Regions from separate parts of the Mus musculus genome. Here all the other regions are linked to region 1. A link is a contact called in public HiChIP or PLAC-seq and promoter capture Hi-C data. All regions are on one chromosome and are shown on one strand. The core of a region is the stretch at or near the end of the contact, and the rest is flanking DNA. Distances in the headings are between cores, read along the strand shown. Region 1 overlaps Sclt1 (sodium channel and clathrin linker 1). Region 2 holds the start of Larp1b (La ribonucleoprotein domain family, member 1B). Region 3 has its middle 17 kb from the start of Pgrmc2.

What was found. Promoter capture Hi-C pulls out the DNA fragments that hold promoters and counts their contacts. HiChIP or PLAC-seq counts read pairs in DNA pulled down with a chosen protein or histone mark.
Region 2: a promoter capture Hi-C map of embryonic stem cells shows a contact between it and region 1, with 3 times the contacts expected there. The contact joins the promoter of Larp1b here to the enhancer-like site in region 1. A contact is called at or near these places in 3 of 39 promoter capture datasets (embryonic stem cells and liver), 2 of 115 datasets of contacts at active chromatin or transcription factors (embryonic stem cells and stem cell-derived neural progenitor cells) and 1 of 9 other capture datasets (pancreatic islet).
Region 3: an H3K27ac HiChIP or PLAC-seq map of embryonic stem cells shows a contact between it and region 1, with 4 times the contacts expected there. The contact joins two enhancer-like sites.

The regions. Positions count from the first base shown.
Region 1 is chr3:41,693,503-41,697,977 of GRCm38.p6, forward strand. The region is part of intron 9 of Sclt1 (sodium channel and clathrin linker 1); the gene reads right to left. Among named protein-coding and RNA genes, the nearest start is that of Sclt1, 47 kb to the right of the region's middle. Within about 2 kb of position 2,344, at least 6 of the 459 cell types and tissues checked have an H3K27ac peak or open chromatin away from gene starts, as enhancers often do. A contact at or near this core is called in embryonic stem cells, where this site is marked.
Region 2 is chr3:40,948,455-40,952,929 of GRCm38.p6, forward strand. Larp1b (La ribonucleoprotein domain family, member 1B) reads left to right here and starts at 2,196. Exons shown (of 10, transcript NM_001040399.2): 1 at 2,196-2,230.
Region 3 is chr3:41,097,396-41,101,870 of GRCm38.p6, forward strand. No RefSeq gene overlaps it. Among named protein-coding and RNA genes, the nearest start is that of Pgrmc2, 17 kb to the left of the region's middle. Within about 2 kb of position 2,421, at least 9 of the 459 cell types and tissues checked have an H3K27ac peak or open chromatin away from gene starts, as enhancers often do. A contact at or near this core is called in embryonic stem cells, where this site is marked.

The DNA of each region.
Region 1 (4,475 bases), core at 1,094-3,593:
AGTTCATGTTAAACCATGATATATGTTGTTATTGAATATTTTTATACTAAAATTCTCTATATGTTTAATGTAAACAATATGTTTTGGCATTTAATTAAAACTTTATATGAAAAACATGAATGCTTGTTGTTGATACCTAGTTTTCCACACAAGTAATTGCCACATTATACATACTGTTGCCTTGGTGATGAACAAGTAGGCTGCCTGTAGCTCCCAAATTCTACAAATAGCCACAGTCCACAGAAACAATGACTAAGTTAGGGAACATAACTGCTAGAAATGTTTTTATCTTAGAAACAAATAACCATATATAGTATATACACTATATACTTAGCATTTATACTATACATACTAAATATGGATACATCTCTCTATAGCCAAAATGTCTATAGTGAAGAGACTATTATTTAAAAATGGTTGAACAATGCTAATGTATACTATCCTCTTTCAGACATTATTATATTCTACTTTCAATCTATACAAATACATATGCATGTTTATTACACACACACACACACACACACACACACACACACACACACACACACACAGACTTTTTGAGATAGGGTATTACATGGTCTAGCCTCAAACTCACGATTTTCCTGTCTTTACCTAAGAGCTAGTATTACAGGTGGGTGTCTTCACAGCAATTTTACAAGTCTGGCATCAATTTTTGAGTATAAATTAATATATCCTAAGAATACCAAATCAAGAAATATGAAAAATCTGGAACACTAAGAATTCTGAAACAGTATCAGCACCAAGACAATGCAACATGTGGGAAAATTTACACCTGACCTCATGTGCTAGCTTGTAATAAAAATGTTTGCAAACTAAAAATATTATATTAAATTACTTTCTGGCTCTGAGTGTAAGACATATAAAATAAATTTTGCTTTTAGACTTGGTTCCATTTCTAAGCCAACAATTTGTGTGTATGTAAGTATGCCAAATTTTGAAAAAAAAAAGAAAAAGCCCAAAACAAACCAAACCAAACCCCCAAACCACTCAAGTCTGTAACTGCCCTGTCATATTGCTTAGTTTTCATTTTTCAGGATGTTGTGACCTTTGAAATGTTTTCTCCCAGGCTTTGTCCAATCATCTTTGGCTCTTATTTGTCAATCTTTTCTATTTTGGCTTATCTTATAAAATGTTGAGTAAGAAATATTTACCCCCAGCAAAACTTGAAATTACCAGAGATGGAGGATCCAAGGTATTCTAAGACAAAACCAAGTGTAAACAATATCTTTCTACTAATCCAGCCCTGGGATAACAGAAAGAAAGGTCCAACACAAGGAAAGAAACTACACCCAAGGAAAAGCAAGAAATTAATTTTTTCACAACCAACCCAAACGAAGAGAAGCACAAAAACATAATTTCACTTCTAACAACAAAATAACAAAAATAACAGGAACCAACAATCATTGGTCTCTAATATCTCTCAACTTCGATGGACTCAATTCATCAATAAAAAGGCATAGGTTAACAGACTGGATACCTAACCAGGATCCAAAATTTGGTTGCATACAGGAAACACACCTCAGTGGCAAAGACAATTATTACCTCACAATAAAAGACTGGGAAAAAATTTTCCAAGCAAATGGTCCCAAGAAACAAGCTAGAGTAGCCATTCTAATATTGAATAAAATCAACTTTCAACCAAAAATTATCAAAAAAGATAAAGAACACTACAAACTTATCAAAGAAAAAAATCCACCAAGATGAATTCTCAATTCTGAACATCTATGCCCCAAATGCTAGGGCATCCACATTTGTGAAAGAAACAATACTGAAGCTCAAAGCACCCATTGAACGTCACACAATAATAGTAGGATATTTCAACACCCCACTCTCACTAATGAACAGATCAAGTAAACACAAACTAAACAGACACAGTGAAACTAAAAGAAGTTATGAACCATATGGATTTAACAAATATCTACAGAACATTTCACCCTAAAACAAAAGAATATACCTTCTTCTCAGCACCTCATGGTACCTTCTCAAAAATCAACCATATACCCGGACACAAAACAAATGTCATAAGATACAAGAAGACCAAAATAATCTCATGCATTCTATTAGATTACCACGGACTAAGGCTGGTCTTCAATAGCAACAAAAACAACAGAAAGCCCACATACACATGGAAGCTGAAAAACACTCTACTCAATGATAACTTGGTCAGGGAAGAAATAAATAAAGAAATAAAAAACTTTTTGTGTAGCTTCCCCCAGCCTTGAGTAGTCTGGCTTTGACCTTGCTGCCACTGAGTATGAGACCACCTGGGGTGGAGCCTTCTGACTTAGATGGCTCTATTGTTTTGTCACTTGCTGCTGCTCTTCTCCAAGACACTGCTACCTGCTGAGAGGCCCTAGAGATATTCCAGAGACAGCACCTGGCAGATCACCTACAGGCTGACGACAGGCACCAAGAATGGATTGGTGGGGGATGGGCCTCCCCCTTTATAAACACACTCTTAGTAAACTTTGGGGCCTTGATCAGAAAAAATTGTCTTGGTCTCCATTATTTTTGTCACTGTTTCCTTCCATACAGCTCCAGCCTCCCACTCAGGAACCCAGTTAGTGTGGCTGCAGACGGCTACATTTTTGGAATTCAATGAAAATGAAGGCACAACATACTTAATCTTACCAGACACAATGAAAGCAGTGCTAAGAGAAAAACTCATAGCCCTGAGTGCCTCCATAAAGAAACTGAAGAGATCATAACTAGAAACTTAATAGCTCATCTGAAAGCTGTAGAACAAAAGAAGGAAATGCACCCAAGAGGAGTAGACAGCAGGAAATAATGAAACTCAGGACTGAAATCAACCAAGGAGAAACCAAGAGAACTATACAAAGAATCAACAAAACCAGGAGCTGGTTCTTTGAGAAAATCAGTAAGATAGACAAACCCTTAGCCAGACTAATCAGAGGGCACAGAGACAGTATCCAAATGAACAAAATCAGAAATGAAAAGGGACATATAACAACAGAAATTGAGGAAATCCAAAAAATAATCAGATCCTACTATAAAAGCCTATACTCAAAAAAAAAAAAAAAAAAAAAAAAAAAAACAACTGGAAAACCTGGAATGAAATGGATGATTTTCTAGACAGATACCAGGTACCAAAGTCAAATCAGGATCAAATAAACCATCTAAACAGTCTCATAACCCCCAAGGAAATAGAAACAGTCAGAAGTCTCCCAATCAAAAAGAGCCCAGGGCCAGATAGTTTTAGTGCAGAATTCTATCAGATCCTCAAAGAAGATCTAAACAAGTACTTCTCAAACTAATCCATAAACTAGAAATATAAGGAACACTACCCAATTCTATGAAGCTACAGTTACAGTGATACCTAAACCACAAAAAGACCCAATAAAGAAAAAGAACTGCAGACCAATCTCCCTTATAAATATCGATGCAAAAATGCTCAATAAAATTCTCAAACTGAATCCAAGAGCACATCAAAATGATCATCTACCATGATCAGGTAAGCTTCATCCCAGGAATGCAGGGATGAGTCAATGTACAGAAATTCATCAACGTAAACCACTATATAAACAAACTCAAAGACAAAAACCACATGATCATCTCGTAAGATGCTGAAAACACCTTTGCCAAAATACAACACCCCTTCATGTTAAAAGTATTAGAAAGATCAGGAATTCAAGGTTCATACCTAAATATAATAAAAGCAATATATAGCAAATCAATAGCCATCATCAAACTAAATAGAGAGAAACTCAAAGCAATCCCTCTAAAATCAGACAAGACAAGGCTGCCCACTCTCTCCTTACCTATTCAACACGATACTCCAAGTTCTAGCCAGAGCAATTAGACAACAAAAGGAGATAAAAGGGATACAAATTGGGAGGGAGGAAGTCAAGATTTCACTATTTGCAGATGATATGATAGTATACATAAGCAACCCCCAAAATTCTAGAGAGCTCCTACAGCTTATAAACAACCTAAGCAAAGTGGCTGGATATAAAATTAACTCAAACAAATCAGTAGTCTTCCTCTACTCAAAGGATAAAAAGGCTGAGAAAGAAATTAGGAAAACATCAACCTTTCCAATACGCACAAATAATATAAAATATCTTGGTATGACTCTAACCAAATAAGTGAAAGATCTGTTGGATGAGAACTTCAAATTCATAAGGAAATCAAAGAAGACTTCAGAAGATAGAAAGATCTCCCATGCTCATGGATTGGTAGGATTAATATAGTAAAAAAGGCCATCTTACCAAAAGCAATCTACAGATGCAATGTAATCCTCATCAAAATTCCACCTCATTTCTTCATAGAGTTAGAAAGAGCAATTTGCCCAGTCATTTGGAATAACAAAAAACCCAGGACAAGTGAAAACTATTCTCAACAATTAAAGAGCTTGGGGAATCACCATCCCTGACCTCAAGCTGTACTATAGAGCAATTGTGATAAAACCTGCATGGTATTGGTATAGAGACAGG
Region 2 (4,475 bases), core at 946-3,445, 750 kb before region 1:
GGGCACAACAGCCTGTATCGGCAGCGCAAGGAGGATCCAATACCTCTGGTAATCAAGGGCACCTGCACACTTGTGTGTGTGCACAAACGCACACACACGTACTCGCATTCTTGTGATTAAAAATAGAACAATTCATGCTGGGCAGTGCGCTTCTTTAATCACAGCATTTGGGAGGCAGAGGCAGGCGGATCTAAAAAAAGAAATCTAGACAGAGTGAATGTACAAAGCCAACTGGGTGTGGTCCTTATGCTTTAATACTAGCCTTAGGGACTCTAAAAGAATCTTAAAAAAAAAAAAAAGTTCAAGACTAGCTGGTGGGTAGCACGCATGCCTGTTGGTCATCCCATTTCAAAAGCTAAGGCAGGTGCATTCCTTTGAGTTCAGAACCAGACTGGTCTAAATCGATGGCTTCCAGGGCAACCTGGACTAGAATGGTAGGCTCACGGCCAGCCTCGAGATCGAGGTCAACTTGTGCTACAGGAGACTTAGTTTGATGAAAACATCAAAACCCACTGAAAAAAAATGAAAAATGAAAAAGGTGGCGAAATGTCTAGTGTTCGTTTTACTCAAGAGCACTAAAGAATCATTTCGTTGTCTGTAGGTTAGAATCAGGACCGACAAGTGCACTTCTTGTAATGTCGAGGCTGGGTCTTCACTTGAACTTGGCTCCGGATCAGGAGTGCCTATTGGAGCCCACATCGTTACTGGGAAACTTTTCCTGGGTCCTGAGGACCCGCCCTCGTGAAAAGCCTGAAGCGTTTCACCTTAGCGCAAATGGACTTTCTGGTCCTCCTGGTTCCTGAAGATTGTCCTCCTAGTCCCTGGGTCACAGACGTAAGATGCTCCCCAAGCGTAGCAGGTTCATCCTCGCGATCCGCTAGGGCGGGGCTCTCATCAAACCATGCCCGCCGCATTCGGGAAGACTCCACAGGCCGCGGTCGCCCGCAGCGTTTAGGGAATGCCCGCAAGTGGCCACGTCACTTTCCAGGGTGCCCGCCCCCTAACCTGCCTCGCCCTCTACCCGCCCCGCCCCTCACCCTGACTGGCCCTCGCCCTGGTCCTTGGGCACCTGGCCTACTGAACGCTGATTATCTTGGCTCTTGCCTACATCACGCCCCGCCCACTGGCACGCCTTTCCCCTTGCGCGCCCCGCCTCTTGGACGCCTCCGCCTCCGCACGCCCAGCCCATCGGCCCGCCTCAGCCTATAAACGCCCCGCCTACCTGGCCACCCCGCCCATTGGCCCTCCTCGCCCTCTGTACGCCCCGCCCAGTAGCCTTCCTCGCCCTCTGCACGCCCCGCCCCTGGCTGCCTCGCCCTCTGCATGCCCCGCCCTCAGGGACAGTTACCGGCTCAGGCCGCGCGCGCCTCCGCAGCTCGCCAGAGATCCTTCAGACTGGCTGGAGCGCCGCGTTGTCGCCCGCGCCCGCTGAGGGCTCGCGGCTCGGGCGCGCCCGGCGCGAGTGGCGAGCTCCGGCCGTGCGCTGCGACGAGGCCAGGCGGCGGGCGGTTAGCGCTCCGCTCGGCGGGCGGGGAGGACGGGCACGCCGGGCGCTGCACGCCTCGGCGGGCGGGTTCCGCGTCCCAGGACCGAAGCGGGTCGGTGCCCCCGTGTGGAGAGAGGGGCGGCCGGGCTCCCTGGACCCGGACGGCCCCCGGCTGGGCAGGAGGCTGGGGCCAGGGGCCGGCCATGTCCGCTCGCGCCCCGGTGCCCGCCGCTGCCACCCGGGAGGACCCGCCCGCCGTGGCCGGAGACCGGGACGCGCTGTTGGCAGCGACGAGCCGGCGGGCGGAGCAGCCGGCGCCCGGCGAGCGGGAGGGCAAGGAGGCGAGGGAGGAGCGGGCCGCGGCCGCCACCAGCGCGGGTGCGCGGGGAGAGCCGTCGCCGGCGCTCGTGCTGGGACACAGCGTGCCGCAAGCGGCCGTGCCCGTGAGGCCGCTGGCGCTGCACCTGGCGCACAAGGCGCGTGCGCCCGGGGGTCCCTTCGGCGGGGAGGCTCCGCCGCTGCCGCCGCCGCCTCCGCCGCCGCCACCACCACCGCCGCCGCTGCCGCCGCCAGCACCGCGGGACCCACCGGAGGACGCCCGCGAGGACCCAGCGGCAGCCGGCCCGGAGGACAAGCCGCCGCCGCCGCCGCCAAAGGGGAACCCGTGGACCAAGAAGCTGCCGCAGCACCTGTCCACCGTGGGCACCGGCGTGCCGTCGCCCGCTCAGGACTCCCCGGAGGCCGGTGAGTGCGGTCCGCGGGAGGTGTTTGGTTCCTAGGTGTCATTCACCGTGCCGATTTACATAAATGGACATCTAGGAGAGGGAGCGACAGGAAGAGGTGGGACCTCAGGTTCTCCTTGACGGGTAGGGGCACGACGTGGGTGACTGGGCAGCGGGGCTGTGCTGGGCTCGTGCCTTCACGTGTCGGCGTCCTAGACGCGGTGAATACCGTGGAAAAGTTTCCGGGAACTTGACACAGAGTAGAGGCGAGTCGGGACGAGCGGATTTGTAAGTGGAAGTCCGATTGGGCTGGCTCCTGAAGTGAGGTGGTGAAACGAAAGTCTCGAAAAGCTGCTAGGTAGATGTGGCTGTGAAGGCAGCTGGTATTAGGTGTTTTTGCGGTTGTGTGGTTGTGTTTCAGAATGCCTGACACAGGACAGTTGATTCAGAGTCCGGATCGCACAGCTGGTCCCACGGTAGCCTGCGCGTTAGCAATTGGGTTGTGCCTTTGCGTTCGAATGCTGACCCATGCAATATGGCCCTTGGGGCTTTATTTGGGTTGCAGCAACTGCAGTTAGAAAGTAAAATGAAGACTGGCTTGTATTTGGTGGCGTATGCCGATTGATGTAGAGGATTAGGCGTTCGAAGAGAAGTCAAAAAGAAAAAAGTTAGAATGGAAATGCTGAGTAAAACTCTCCTTTTTCTTTTTTTTTCTTTTTTTAATAAAACTGCACTAAAATAACTGAACTTTTCTGTGGGAATTGCGGCTGTTTTGTTGGCAAGTTTTCGCTGGTCTGGGGAGAGTTGGTGGAACAGCCGAAGTTTGAGCATGTTTATGGGGTTGTGAGGGTCAAATGCGGTGAAGGGATCCTGTACAATTGTGATTGTTTTATCTCTCCTGTAGGGGGAGATAAATGTTGAACCAATTTAGTTTCTTAGGTTTTGCACGCAGAACCAATTTAGTTTCTTAGGTTTTGCACGCAGAAATGCTCACTAACTTATTTGCTTTTGTTATTTTGCTTGCTTTTTGAAACACTATCTACTTGTGTAGCCCAGGGGGTTGTGGAATTCTTGATCCTCACGTCACTGTCTTCTTCAAGATACTGGGATTATAGACATTCTGCTCTCCTTATTAATTCTTACTAAATTTTGACACCTTAAGGAAAAACAAAACAAAAGCACTGAGTTTTGCTCTCCATCTTGTATTAGTACAATTCTGGCCTGCTGAAAAGAGCAGTTTACTACCATTGCTAAATAAGTGAAGAGAACATGGTATATCAAGTCTTCTTAAAATTTCGTAGAGAAACCTGTTGATCACTCTGTTACCCCTCCATATCTAGATTTACACAGAGTACTAGGCATTATAATATTTATTGAACTATGAAATATTAATCGAGTTTTTTGTGTGTTTGTTTTTGTTTTGTTTGTTTGTTTGTTTTGTTTGCTTTTCGGTTTTTGGAGACAGGGTTTCTCTTTACAGCCTTGGCTGTCCTGGAACTCACTTTGTAGACCAGGCTGTCCTCGAACTCAGAAATCCACCTGCCTCTGCCTCCCGGGTGCTGGGATTAAAGGCATGCGCCACCACCGCCTGGCTCCGAGTTTTTATAAACTCAGTTTTCTAGACTTTAAAACGTTTCAAAGTGAAACTGGAGATTCTTTTCCCCCCTCATGGGGATGAGCCTAGGGCTTTGTGCTTGCTGGGCAAGTGCTTTATCATCAAGCTGTATGTGCAGATTTTCTAGCCCCTCCCCCCAAGAATTTTATTGCAGATTACTTGGAAAAATATTTGACAGTTTAACCTACTTGTGCCTTGGATCTCCAGTCCTCCTTAGATTAAGGATACAGTGACTTACTGGGAGTGTGGCCCATACCTATAATTCCAACAAGGGGATTATGAGCTTGAAGCCAGCCTGGATTACACTCAAGACCAAGGTCTCAGAAAATCAGAAGCCAGGCCTTTAATTCCAGTACTTTTGAGGGAATGGCAGTGGATCTCTGAATTCAAGGTCAGCCTAATCTACTACTTAGTTTCAGGACAGCCAGGGCTATGTAGACAGACCTTTCTCAAATTCAAAAGGAGCTCTAGTTGCACCAATGTTTCTGTATTAACAACTCTTACATCCTGGGGTCACTGCAGTACTGGGAATGCTTTTCCTCAGATCTGTGGCAGGGTGGCAGTGCTGACTCTTAAGCTGTTCTACAGTGTCTAATGGGTAACTTAGAGTGGTGGTGTAAGGAATGTACTGCTGAAAGAAATGGGTGATAGT
Region 3 (4,475 bases), core at 1,171-3,670, 600 kb before region 1:
ATTGGGAAGCTGCTCTTAAGTGAGTTCATGGGGAGATGGGAGAGAGAAAGAAAGTTGGGCACACAGAGAGAGAAGAGAAGAAGAAGGAGGAGAGGAGGAGAGGAAGGGAAAGAAAGGAAGAGAGGTAGAGGGATGGAGGGACAGGGAGGAGAGGGGGAGGGAAGGAGAAGGGGAGGGGAGGAAGGGAAGGAGAGAGAGAGAGAGAGAGAGAGAAAGAGAGAGAGAGAGAGAGAGAGAGAGAGAGAGAGAGAGAGAGAGAGAAAAGCAAAGTGTCTGAATTATATAGGGAAGAGCCTCTGGGGAGCCCCTGGGTTGGGGGTAGAGTATGCCAGGTAGGAACAGAGGGATGCTGGTCTGGTCTTGAGGCCTGGTCTGCTGTGATATGTAAAATACGCATCCCAGTCCCTTGTCCCAGGGTCTGAAACCAAACCATGTGTACATCTAGGAGGACTGACAAGAATACAGAGATGTAGACCTGGTAAACATGGAAGCCCTAGATGGCAGAAATATCTTTGTTCAGGGCTGCTATAGATACTGGGAGGCAGAGTGCTGAGGGCATCTACTGGAAAAACCTTGTTTGGCCCTGGGTCATCTCTGAATCTCTTTAATCATTAGTATAAGGGGTGGGTCTCAGCCTTGTCTGGAATGCTTTCTTACTTAGTTGTAAACAACACAGTAATTCTATAGAACATGCCATTTCCTTTGCACGCAACAACAGTTTTATTTCAATTCTTCATAACCATTTTTATTGTTTTCCTATAGAAAGATAATCAAATGAGAATTGTAAACAGTTGGTGGCCATTTTTTACTTGACAGAACACTTCTCTGGAGCTTCTCCCCCACCTCAGATACGCTTTAGGACTCAGACTTGTTTAGGATCCAACTTCACCAAACAGAAATATTGAGCATAAGAGATTTCTCAGCTCATTTAACAATTCAGTAAGATATTTTACATTTTCCTCAGTGGCCACATTAACTGTTATTTCTCTAATTTAACTCAGAGCTATTGAGCAGAAAGCAAAGCCTGCACATAGAACAATTCATCTAACTATCTATTAGGTTGTAAACCAGGATAATTATAGTAATACTAATTATATAAAAATGGTGGGATAAATAATATTAGCTTGGGCATGAGACTCATGAATGTTTTAATTCTGGCATCTTCCCTAGGCATCTTACTTCAACATCTTTTTAAAAATGTTTTATTTTAAATTATGTGTGTGTGTAGTTGTGACTATATGCATGTGTTTGCAGGGGTCCTCAGAAGCCAGAGGAGGGTGTTGGGTCCCCTGGAGCTGGAGTTACAGGTGGTTATGAACTGCCCAGCTTGGGTGCTAGGAAGTGAATTCAGGTCCTCTATAAAAGCAATTCATTCTCTTAGCCATTAGGTCATCAGCTCTCCAGCCCCCATTGTACTATATCTTCTTACTCCTAGCCAGTCACTCTTCCGGGCGTGGGGTTTTAAAGATAAATATTCTTTGGACCTTGTCTTCAAAAGATATCCAGTCCTTGTTGAGAGCTAGCTGGTAAAGAGCATTGAGCACTTGGCATGGAGACACACTACAGCACCTGGGAGACTCAAACCAGAGGATGAAGGGTTTGAAGCTAGCTTGGGCTACATAGTGAGTTCTAGATTAGCTTGTTCTACAGAGAAATAGAGATAGATAGATAAATAGACAGATAGACAGACAGACAGACAGAGACAGAGAGTTGAGGCTGAATGGAGATGCTGGCCACAGCATCCTGCAGATGATTTCAGACTGTATTTAGCAAGAAGTTTTGGTATCTGAAGACCATGCTATGGAATTGGGAGCAAAAACCCCAAAGTTGCCCTTTGGCCTTCATGTGAGCATGTATCTGCGCGCACACACACACACACACCACTAATAATGAATTAAAAAAACAGAATTCTGGATGAGGGTTTAGAGAACTCTGATTCAGATGGTAGATGGTAAATTTTAGAACTCAAACATTCATTTTTTTATTATTAGATGTAAAGGTTAAATCAGTAATTAACTTCAATATAAAGAATATTAAATCTCAGACCAAAATACACATGGGAATTCTGTTTTTAATTTGACCTCTTCCTTCCTTCAGTTTCTTCAGTGGCCGGCCTGGGCCTGGTACTCACGGCAATCCTCCTACCCTAGTCCCCTGAGTGCTCTGATTACAGATGTGCTCCACACCAGGCAAGTGACAATGTAAAACCTTTCAAATGGAAAGAAGTTTCATCTGCAAAGCTGTCAAGAGAGGGGTCCTGCCATCCTCTGGGAGTTCCTTGAAACATAAAATAGAAAGAAAATGAGGAAGGAAGAAAAGGGACGTCTCTGATTGTTGGCCCAGATTCCAGGCCTTCCACTCTTAAGCTTTTGGAGGAACAAACTGTTCAGCTTTTCCATCTTGCATTAGGCAGGGCACATGCCCTTCTTTTTCATGGAGATGTCTCCATTAGAAAGGGCCCAATAGAGGCCAGGTGTGTGTCTCAGTAGGGTGCTCACCTCCTGTGCAGGAGACCTTGGTTCAAACAGCAACATTGCTTAAAACAGGTGTGTACTGCAAGGTACCTGTAATTCTGACCCTTGGGTGGTGGACTGCTAACATCAGAAGTTCAAGGCCATTCTCTGCTACATAGTGAGTTTGAGAATGCTCTTGGGTACCTGAGACCCTTCATTGTTGTTTGTTTTAAGGCCCCGGAAGTAGGTATCCTTTAGTGAGCTGTGTCACACAGGAAAATGTAGCATAAGATAGCATGAGCTCAGCCTCCATGGCTGTTGGAGGATCTGCAGGCAACAGCATCTGTCTGTCCAGTACAGGACTACAGAGCAGTGAGGCTCTGTCATTATGTCTTTAGGGGATCTCTGTCTCTACTTTTCTCTGCCATTTCTGTTGCTTAATCCTGACTGTCCTCACAGTCACGGGGCTGGAGTCCAGCCCTCTGATATCATATCCACTCTCTTAACAAGAGCCTCATGACCTCTTGGTGATAAGTCCCCTAAGCCAGCAGTCAGGCATTTATGATTCTCACTTATCAAAAAATGTAAAAGATCCATAAGGTCGTTCCAACTGTGCATTTCTGTCCAAGTGCCCTGCTATCTTGGGGAGAAGGGGCCAATTTCCAGAAGCCCTGGCTTCAGTCCAGGTGTAAACAAAATGGCAGAGCCTGAAGCCACCCCTAGGATGTGCCCAGGGAGCTGGCCTCACCTGTCCATCTTGGTTTTTAAGACCCTCAACTGCAACCTTCCTCTCCCTTTATTTCAGAGACTTATATGGCATATTTTACATTTTCCAAAATTCCTGCTGCTACTTTAATAGTCATTTATTTTTTTATATGCCATAAAGTATTTTTCCATGCTGGGAATACATCAACATTTTCATAGTTTGAAATTGTCTCAAAATAAGAGCTTTTAAAAGAATAAAGATCCTAAAGTTTTATTGAGGCATGAGTGTTAATTTACATAAATGTAAATTATTACTTATGTAGTTCTTGAAATGCTTAGGTCTCCCCCACCCCGACTTAGTATTTTTAGTTAAGTATTTCCATGTGCTGTGTTAGCTTTCTGTTACTGTAAGAAAATCCTCAGGGGTAAAGTTTACATAAAAAGAAGGACAGCTTGGGTTGGGGATGTGATTGCGTTGGTTGAGTGCTTGCCTAGAACATACAAGGTGCTGGATTCAGTCTTCAAGTACCTTATAAATGAGGGGTGGTAATACACATTGGAATCTTACCCAAAACTTGGAAGACAGATGCAGGACTCTCAGAAACTCAAGGTTATCCATGGATACATACTGAATTCACATTCAGCTTGAGATGCAAGAGACCCTATCCCAAAACAGTTAATACACATCATTTTTTTTCTGAAATTGTAATTTATTATTTCTGTGAATGAAAGTTTCTGACAAATGATTGTGTCCGATGATAACATCTTCATGAGTAAAAGTGTTAGTAAACTGACCCAATTGTCCTTAAGCAATACTTTTTTAAACAAATAGTCATGAGGGAATAGCAGGTCACGCATTAGCAAATGCTAGTTTATCACAGGCATATTAAAACAATGATGAAGGAAAAGTACAATAAAACTTCATGGAAAATTCTATGGCTTGGTAGAATTTCTCTTCTTGGCCAGGCATGTGAGTGTGTGGGAAGGGGCTAGGATGCCTGTGTGCATCCTAGTGCTAGTGTTTCCCAGTAGCTACCCACTAGCTGTAATTTGCTGACTTTTACCAGTTTCAGTTCATGATTTCAGAACTTGGGCACCATGGTATCAAGCAGCTGCTTTTTCTTGGTAGTGCTGGTGATGAAGGGGCTATAATTTACCACCTCAAGTCAAGGATTTCCACACTAAGCTGCAAGACACTAGATGGTCACCATGTGTTGGAGAGCTGGTGGATATTAATAGCCCTTCACACACACACAAAAAGTCGTTCCCTTTTAATCTCGGCCAATCCAAGAAACAATAGACATAACTCAGTGACTC